Regions from separate parts of the Mus musculus genome. Here all the other regions are linked to region 1. The links are chromatin contacts, called in public promoter capture Hi-C maps. All regions are on one chromosome and are shown on one strand. Each heading gives the region's core, a stretch centred on a gene start, on an enhancer-like site or on the middle of the called end of the contact. The rest is flanking DNA. Distances are from core to core; before and after follow the strand shown.

Evidence for each region. Promoter capture Hi-C pulls out the DNA fragments that hold promoters and counts their contacts.
Region 2: a promoter capture Hi-C map of liver shows a contact between it and region 1, with 4 times the contacts expected there. The contact joins the promoter of Tatdn1 here to the promoter of Derl1 in region 1. A contact is called at or near these places in 3 of 39 promoter capture datasets (liver and pre-B cells), 2 of 484 Hi-C or Micro-C datasets (CD4 T cells and uterus) and 1 of 9 other capture datasets (liver).
Region 3: a contact with region 1 is called in a promoter capture Hi-C map of liver, with 3 times the contacts expected there. The contact joins the promoter of Trib1 here to the promoter of Derl1 in region 1. A contact is called at or near these places in 3 of 39 promoter capture datasets (liver and pre-B cells), 1 of 484 Hi-C or Micro-C datasets (B cells) and 1 of 9 other capture datasets (liver).

Annotation. Positions count from the first base shown.
Region 1 is chr15:57,890,992-57,894,031 of GRCm38.p6, forward strand. Derl1 (Der1-like domain family, member 1) reads right to left here and starts at 1,427. Exons shown (of 8, transcript NM_024207.4): 1 at 1,152-1,427. The coding sequence starts at 1,304.
Region 2 is chr15:58,932,375-58,935,479 of GRCm38.p6, forward strand. Tatdn1 (TatD DNase domain containing 1) reads right to left here and starts at 1,364. Exons shown (of 12, transcript NM_001368428.1): 1 at 1,305-1,364. The coding sequence starts at 1,326. Ndufb9 (NADH:ubiquinone oxidoreductase subunit B9) reads left to right here and starts at 1,427. Exons shown (of 4, transcript NM_023172.4): 1 at 1,427-1,564. The coding sequence starts at 1,464. It overlaps Gm36559 (a long non-coding RNA gene), which reads right to left and starts at 902. Exons shown (of 2, transcript XR_875364.2): 1 at 1-902.
Region 3 is chr15:59,647,179-59,649,962 of GRCm38.p6, forward strand. It overlaps Trib1 (tribbles pseudokinase 1), which reads left to right and starts at 1,476. Exons shown (of 3, transcript NM_144549.4): 1 at 1,476-2,344. The coding sequence starts at 1,985.

The sequences.
Region 1 (3,040 bases), core at 177-2,676:
GAGGCCATACAAGATGTGCATCTCGATGGCAGAGCACTCAGCTAGCACGTGCTATGCTCTGGGTTTGAGTCCCAGCACTAAACAGGAAACCCAAAAAAAGAACTCAGGGATGTCTCTATGACTGCTAAACCCCCCTAGCAAACACAGTTGCTATTTGCAAAGATGAAAGGGAGATTTGATTATATGTCTACTGGTCACCAGGTGGTGATTTCCACCACTACAATAAAGATACTCACATATCCGACAGTCTCCCATTCATGTGTTTATGCCCCTTGTATGATAAAGATCTAAGTCCAAGGGATGGACTACAGAGGATCCTATAACGGACTCCAAGAGCATATCCCAACATCTGGGTGAGGAAAATGAGAAATCAGCAAAGGAGACGAGAAAATAACATCCAGTGGAAAGTAGAAAGAGAAGGCTAAGGAATGTGTGGAAATCCAGATCTAATATAATCTGAGCGTCCCCTGATTAAATTTTTATATCACAGAATCAATAAAAATAACCTCTAGGAAACTAACATTCTTTGGCTTAGAATGATAATCTTGACTAATATCCTTAATGCTTAAGAAAATTAGTATCTCCCGTTTCCTGAGTAGTTTATTCATTCACTGGTAACATTTAACGGCTATATGCCAGGTGATCGGATAGGGCCCGTAGGAAATACAGATAAATTAATTCTTATTAATATCTGCCTTTACACCACTGCTTTAGGGAGGAGAGAGAAACTGTAAACACGCTAACAACCCACGCAGAATTATGTCAAGTAGACACCACTGATTAAGATGGCATCGCCACCCACGACATAGATAGAAGGAGGGAGGAAGACATTCAGGTAGGTGGGCCCAATTTGCCAACAGAATGGCAACTTACCTCTCACTTCAGAGTGCGGAAGGCGGGAAGTACAATCTTGCCAGACAGGTATTGTGAGTCACGTCCTAGCAGGCCAGTCCGCGACTCTAAATTATCTAAGCCTTAACACTCGACCCCAGGACCTCCCGGGACCCAAAGGACCCCAGCCTTAAACCCCTGGAGGCGGACGCACTACAGATCCCACCAGCCCCAGCGCGCCCCGCAGCCCGGCGAACCCGTTCCGTAGCCGCGGGGACACCTGGGGGCTGTAGTCTCCACCGCCCTACGCCAGCTACTACCTGGAAGCGATAGAGGAAGGCTTCGGGCCAGAGGAAGAAGTAGGCCGGGCTGATGATGCCGAGCTTGCCGATCAAGGGGACAGCAACGGTGGCAGCAAACCAGTAGCGCGTGATGGCCGGGATGCTCCTGAACCAGTCCCCGATGTCCGACATGGTCGCCCGTCAGGTGACCGGCTGCGCAGCGCCGCGCGTCCTCCCGTGCCCACCCCGCGCTCCGCGGCCGGCTTGGCCAGGGAAAGTGGAGGCGCAGCCGCTGTGCAGGAGGCGGAGACCGACGGACGTGGCGCCACCGAATTCGGACAAGCTAGGCAGCGATCACAAGAGAAACTTCCCCTTCCGGTGGCCGCGGTCCACGTGACCAGAAGTGTCCCGGCGGCTTAAAGGGCCAGTGCCGTTTTTGCAGCTCAGTACCGGGACTCGACGTCCTGGGGTGGGGCCAAGCAGGAGAGGCGGGGCGACGACGGCAAGGCTAGTAGGAAACAGTGGTTACCCAGAGCAACGGCCAGTCTTGCAAACCAATGGGGAAGCTACATGCCCTAGTTCTCCCCGGAGTTGTAATCGGAGTAGTGCCTCTTGAAGAGTATTTATTTAAAGGGAAAGGAAGAGATAGCGCATATAGTTCCTCATTTAGTCACAGCTTCAGGCAAATTTTTAGACACTGGGGATGCAGCTGCGGCTGTGAGCACGGTAGCGGTACCTGAACTTTGCAGTCTCAGGGTAGACAGAAAAGCAAATGAGTTATGAAGAAGAATTTCAGAGGATACGGGAAAAGATTAGGATGATGGGGGGGCTAGAGTGGCAGCGGAGGACTGGGAAATCTTGAGACGCATTTGAGACCGCATTTATAATTGGACATGATCTGGTTCATTGGGGGGCTTTAAATTAGAAATGAAGATGGTTGTTTTAAACAAATGGTGGAAAGATACCGATTTCACTAGAACTTTTATTCAGTTGCTGGTTTTTGTTGTTGTTGTTTTGGTTTGGTTTTGTTTTTTTGAAAATATGGTTTAGGATCAGTAAAACTTTCCGTAAAGAACATAGGTGTAAACTGACCTGTAGTAAACTAAGTATCTGAACTTACTGCAATCAAAGAGATTGCTCACCAAAGAACCCTGGACCCATTTCTCTAAACAAAATCCAAAATCATCATTATTGGATGGTGGAGGGAGAGGAACTGTCGGCCAAACTGGAAGAGGCAGTGCGTTGTAAACACAGAGCTGAGGTGTAACATAATTACCATCAGGTCTGGACAATAAGAAAAGAAACAGACTCGGTGTTCTCAGATCGGGAAAAAAAAATTCCTCAAACTTAAAAAATGTGAAATTTGGGCTCTGGAAAAAAAAATTATTTAACGTTGTAAAGGAATTGAAAATCTTAGGTCCAAGTGGCCCACGTGACTCACATCCTCCAGGCAAAGACGAGGTCCATGTGCATTTCCACATACTTTCCAGTGCTCCATTATTTCAAACACTCTAGAAACACTGGCGTTTATACTGTGACAAACCACTTCTTAGCAGTACCTAATGTTGTGAAAGTCACTTCATCTCTCTTTGGGGTCCTTGCCTTTAGAAGGACCTGGTAACTGGACGGTAGAGATGGCTCACATGGGAATGCACCTCAAAATGAGACATCCACATAAAAGCCTAGGAAGGAGTCCAAGGTAGATGTGGGGGAACAGGCAACCCCACACTCAGAAAGCTTGAGAGCAAGAGTTTCAGGACATCCCAAACTGCATAGCAAGATTCTGTCAAAAAAGCAGAAGGAAAGAAGAAGAAGAAGAAGAAGAAGAAGAAGAAGAAGAAGAAGAAGAAGAGGAGGAGGAGGAGGAGGAGGAGGAGGAGGAGGAGGCTGGGGAGATGGCTCAGCAGTTAAGAGCACTTTCTGCGCTG
Region 2 (3,105 bases), core at 114-2,613, 1.0 Mb after region 1:
CACAGAGTTTTTGAAAAACCTGCTAACATTCTCCCCACGTTTGCTTTGACTGGCCATAGGCCTCACGTCTCTGGTGTGGAAACTAACTCACGACTAGATTTCTCACAACTCCATATTTAAATACAGTGTCTTGGGAAAATATATTGCTTAAGGTGTCTCTCAGATTTTACTGTATAACCTTAACCACTCTCCTGATTCCACTTTTGAGTGCTCGGAGGATGTCTCTATTTGGATGTCCTTTAACTCACGAATGGACCTAATCTATTAGATCCAGATGGCCTAGGTATTTCTTAACCTGCCATCTTTGGGTCTTCACTTCCCACAACAGGCATGAACAGTCAGTGCTAAATGCTATGCACAACCATCCCATTTCTCTTTTTCTATTCTTTTCCCTGTTTGCAAAACCTGAAATACTTACATTCGTCCCCTTATCTGCCACAAAATCTACAAAACGACTATCAGGGTAACCTCCTCCCTGTCACTTCCCACCCTTAAATAGCAGGGAAAGTCCACAACGACGAGGTTCATACTGAGACTACCCACATCGGTATCCCAGAAGGCAAGACTCTTTCCGTACAACTGGCACTCAAAGATTTGCTGAAAAGCCTTCATTGGAACGCCACTCCCAATAGAAGTGAAATTTAAGTAATCGAGACTTTAGGGTTCCAAGTTATCCTTCCAACCCTGACTCTTACAATGTCCCCCATTTTGAATCCTTGCCGCACTCTCCAGCTGTCGGATGGATCGTGGAACTTGCGAGGCGACACAATTTGCCACCCCCTCCCGTCTGAGGACTCCCGTTTATGTCTAGATGGCCTGTGAGCAGGACTTGGCCACATTCCCGGGACTCAATGTCAAGCCTCCCAGAGTTGTCTGTGGTATGAAGGGATGACTGAGTGAACCGGTACCTTGGAGGGACTGTCAGGCCGGCCATGTAGAAGAGTTCACGAAAGACAGAAGAAAAGTGATTGGCTTGGGGGGCGGTGCTTTTTGAGAGATGGGAGGACTCGGGGACTAGCCCATGCTAGGCGATCAGTCTACGGCTGAAGCACACCCCACACCTATTCCTCTCTTTCCAGTTGAATTAAACACACACAAAAAAAGCACAAGTCACAATGATTCATTGCCCGGGAATGCTCATAAATGAACATGCACTAGGGAAACCATCCTCCAGCAAGAACCAGATCAGTCATTGCCAGCACGCGAGGCCTCCGGGCATCTTCCGTGCCCTGGAAAGGCCATGCCGCGAAAAGGGGACCCGGGACTGTCAGCGAGGCTCACGACCAAGACAAACCTGCCCTTACCCACGAACTTGAAGAGACTCATGACGGCGCGGCAGGCTCCTCCCAGGGAAAAGCGGAAGTGGCTCAGAGCACGCTCGTCCTTCCGGTTCCGCCTCACAACCGCCCGCTTCCGGGTTCCCGGCAGCCCCCGCGGCGGCCGCTGAAGGTGAGCCGGACGCTATGGCGTTCTGCGCTCCCCCGGCCTACCTGACCCACCAGCAGAAGGTGCTGCGGCTGTATAAGCGCGCGCTGCGCCACCTCGAGTCATGGTGTATCCACAGGTGGGGAGAGGGGACCCGGGGCTCGGGGACGGAAGCCGAGGGGCCCCGTGGGCCAGGCTGATCAAGGACTTGGGGGACACAGTGAAGGGAGCCCGCCCTTGAACCCGGGTCCCGATGCAGTCCTCTCTGCTTGATCTGGCGGAGATGATTGTGTGGGGCGCAACCAGGACCCAGCGTAGAAAGTTGCATGAAGAAATAAAAAGTACCTAGGACTGTCATTGTCATGGATCTAAAGCTAACGTTTTTATGACTCTGTCGTCCCTAACCTTAACAGTAATTTGTCCATTATCTTTAGTTTGCAGAGTAACTCAGATATTAGTGATTATTTTAGCCTGATTTTACAGATAAGCAGGCTCATTCTATTCCACCTCCTACGTCATTTTATTTCTTTAACCATTGTTACTAGTCTTCTCGTTAAGTCTCATACGGTGGCATATGTTGGGGGAGACAGATATTCTCCATTACATTATGAGTTTGAGGCTAGGCCAAAAAAAAAAAAATACCCTTCTTACAAACAAACAAACAACAATATAGTGTTAAAACGTGTAGACTTTCATGACCTAAAAGAAATGCAAGGGGCAGTGACAACCGAAGATGTGTAAGTCCCATACCGCTACACTCTTACCCTAAAACCTAATCCCACAAGGAGGACTTCCAAGAAAAAGATGGAAAATCAAGTAACCCTGTAAGACCTGCAGAGGGTAACCCTGGAATCCTAGGATACAAGTTTGTGGTTACATCTCTTTGTTATGCAGGCTGGTGCAGTGTACAATGCTGAACAGTTGCTAGCTTCTTTCCTAAGTTTTTCTTATTTATTTAACAGAATTTGCAATTCAGCGTCCATTCTGGATGGCAAATAAATGACAGTTAACCCTTGATTTTGAGCTGCAATCCCATGGATTAACGGGGAACGTGACGGGGAAACTCAGAAGGAACAGTGTTACTGAAGAAGTTAAGACTTCAAGAATCCAGACAGTGTTATAGTACAGTTGGAGATATTAGGGCTCATATTCATGGAGGGAATAATCAAACTAGCTACTATGACAGCACTAACAGATTTGAAAGCTGACATCTTTTCTTAGTCCTTGTCCGCATCAGTTCCCTTAAAACAAAACAAACAAAAAAACCCGTGTTGATATCACCTGTGTGACAACCTTGCCTTCCTCCTTGTTGGGACAGCACTGCTGGCATGCTAGGCCAGCTGGCCTGTAAACTTGTGGGCATCTGTCACATCCTGTCGTCCTGAGGAGGGGTGCTGGGACCACTGATGTGTGCTCCCATGTCTAGCTTTACGTGGGTTTTAGGACTCCAAACTCGGTCCTAATGCTTGCATGGTACTTTACCTACTGAGCCACATCCCCCTAGCCCTCATTTGTCTTCTAGGACATTCACTGGTTCCGCCTAAGGCTCTGTCTTAGGCACTGTGTCTCCTTAGGATGTCCTCAGTGTTGGTGCTTGAATTAGCTGTATTTCTAGTTGTCTATGAGGTCATCTGCTATCTACTAAACTGAGTTTATCCAAATTCTTTAAAACCAAGCTTT
Region 3 (2,784 bases), core at 226-2,725, 1.8 Mb after region 1:
ATTAATGATGAAAAGGATTTATTCTTGGGTTTGACCTGGTTTTAGAAAATTAATTATTCAGCATAATTGCAAGAAAGGATTTTGATAATAGGCATCTATGCTAAGTGAGGATCCAGAGACTCCAAACTGACCTGGTTTGCGAAAGAAGTGGGGGGGGGGGGGACCAAACAAAACCCAGCAACACAAAATGTGACTGCAAGCTGTTTCCAGGGAGCAAGGTCAGCCAGTTTCAAGAGCACACAACTCAAACTATATGAAAGTATACATGCGACCTTGTCCGCGTGCAGATGGTATCCCTGGCAGTGAATAGAATGACCCGTACCCCAGTATCCAATACTCCTGGCCGCACTGGCGCCCTAGACCCTCGGGCGCGCATTGCAGGCGGGAGGGGACAGGAATCTGGCGCCAGCCACGTGGGCCCCTTCCGCCAGTTCCCCACATCCTTTGTTTCCCACCGGCCGGAGCTCAGGAAGCTCTTTCGGCGAGTCACCGCGAAGGGGCGGCCCAGGAGCTTGGAGAGGCTATTTCCGTGCAATCCGGGCGGGCGGCAGGCGCGGGAGGGGCGTGGAGGTGGAGGCAGAGCAGAAGGCCCAGTGTTTGCTTTTATTTCATCCAACAGAAGGTTCTATTTGTGGAAGCGAACAGACGCTGGGGATTAGAGTTGGGAGGGGGCAGGAAAAGAGGGGAAGAAAAAAAAAGCCACATTCACTACCACGCACAGGTCTTCCCCGGAACTACCGCGTGGGGGTGAATGACTGATAATGGAATTCATCACCTTTCCTCTCGCCCCTTCCTCCGGCTGCAGCCGCGACTCGACGGCGCCCACAGCTCCACCGGGAGCTCCCCAAAGTGCAGAACGGCGGGGAGGGGGGGACCCACTAGGATAAAGGCGTGACCACTGGGTCTCAGCCAGCTGCCGGTGCGCAGCCAGGAGGTGCGCGCGCGGCCGCCGGGAGCTCGGTGCTCCATTGTGTTGTGTGAATGATGCGCGCGCACCAATCAGCGGTCGTTTCGCCCCTGCTGCCCCGCCCCTCCCGCCCACTTCCCCGGGAACCTGACGTCACGGGAGCTTTGCCTCCGCCCCCTCCCTGGGCTACGGGCCCGCGGGCCTGCGGTGGGGCGCGCGCAGCCTGCTGCCCAGCCCAACCCGGGGGGCGTGTGCGCGCGCCCAAGGCGTCCCAGGACGTTCCCACCTGCGCCTCGGCGCGCGCGGTCAGGAGCATCCCCAGGCCTCCAGCCACCCCTTACAGTTCCAGCCTCCAACTCCACCTCCCCTCCCCCCTAGTCTCCTCCCTCCGCTCCGGTGACTGCAAGCCGGGCGACGGGGCCGGAGTCGTCGCAGCCACCTCATTGCACAACCCGGCTTCCCAACTGTTTACACAGCCCGGGCTGTGAGTGTGTGTGTGTATACAGCGTGAGTCACCGGGAGGCGGAGGAGGTGGAGGAAAAGGAGAAGGAGTGCACTGGCCGGGATCAGTGCGGCACACACACTCATAGTCGGTCACTCTCTCTCTCTCTCCTGGAGCGCGTCTCGCTCGCTCACACGCCTGGAGCCCAGGAGCGCGCAGGATTCCGAGCGGCGCGGAAAAGTTGTACCGGCTTTTACGCCAGACTAATTGCTTTGGGAAGTGCGTTTGCTCGGAGAAGCCGAGGAGCCTGTGGAATCCTGTCCTCGAGGCTCAACACCCGGGAACTCGGGCCGTCTCCACGTCCCGGACTATCCACAGCCTCGGCAACAATAGCGGCGGCCACCGCCAACGAGGCGCCCAGACCTGGTGCCTGTGGGGGTCTGGAGACCTTAGCCGGCCTCCCACCCTTGGACGCGTGGCCAACGTGGTTCTGGTGGACAACGCCAGCGTCCTGGAACGGCTCCTCTTGGGGACCGATCCAAGCTCTATCTGCAAACTCCATCCCGCCGACTGGAAGAAGTCACAGCGCAGATCCAGGGATTTACAAAGCCGGGGCCGCTCCGGCCAGGGCCGCGATGCGGGTCGGTCCCGTGCGTTTTGCCCTGAGCGGCGCCTCGCAGCCCCGCGGTCCGGGTCTACTGTTTCCGGCTGCCCGGGGAACCCCGGCCAAACGCCTGCTGGACACGGACGACGCGGGGGCAGTGGCGGCCAAGTGTCCGCGCCTCTCTGAGTGCTCGAGTCCCCCCGACTACCTCAGTCCCCCTGGCTCGCCCTGCAGCCCTCAGCCTCCGCCCTCCACGCAGGGGACCGGCGGCAGCTGTGTGAGCTCACCCGGGCCCAGCCGAATCGCCGACTACCTGCTGCTACCCCTAGCTGAGCGCGAGCATGTGTCCCGGGCACTGTGCATCCACACCGGCCGCGAGCTGCGCTGCAAGGTAAGCATCCTGGGGCGGAGGTTGCGGGTCTGGATCGTCCACAGAAGTGCCTAGGTTCCGGCCCACCGGGATCACAGTCCCGCCAGCGCTTGGGTTTGGCAGAGCAGATAAGGGCGTTTAGTTGGATAAGGAGGGTATTTTGGTCAGCTTCGTGTTTTTGGAGGTTGAGTGCTTTCCTGTGGAGTGTTTTTTGGTGAGGGTTAGGCGGTCTAGAGGAAGTGCAGGGTTCAGTTCTTTTATCTCTGTTCTTTTCTTTGGCGCTCTGTATTGCTAGCGCGTGGCGTTCCATTTAAGTTTGGAATTGCAATGGGTTCCAGGGCCATGCCATTGCCCTGCTCTCATCCCCCTCCTCCCCCTGTCCTGGAAGGACGCCCTGCAGTGTGTGCCTCCTCGGGACTTGGAGCAACTGGCAAGCTCTTTGCGCGAGGCTCGCGGCATGG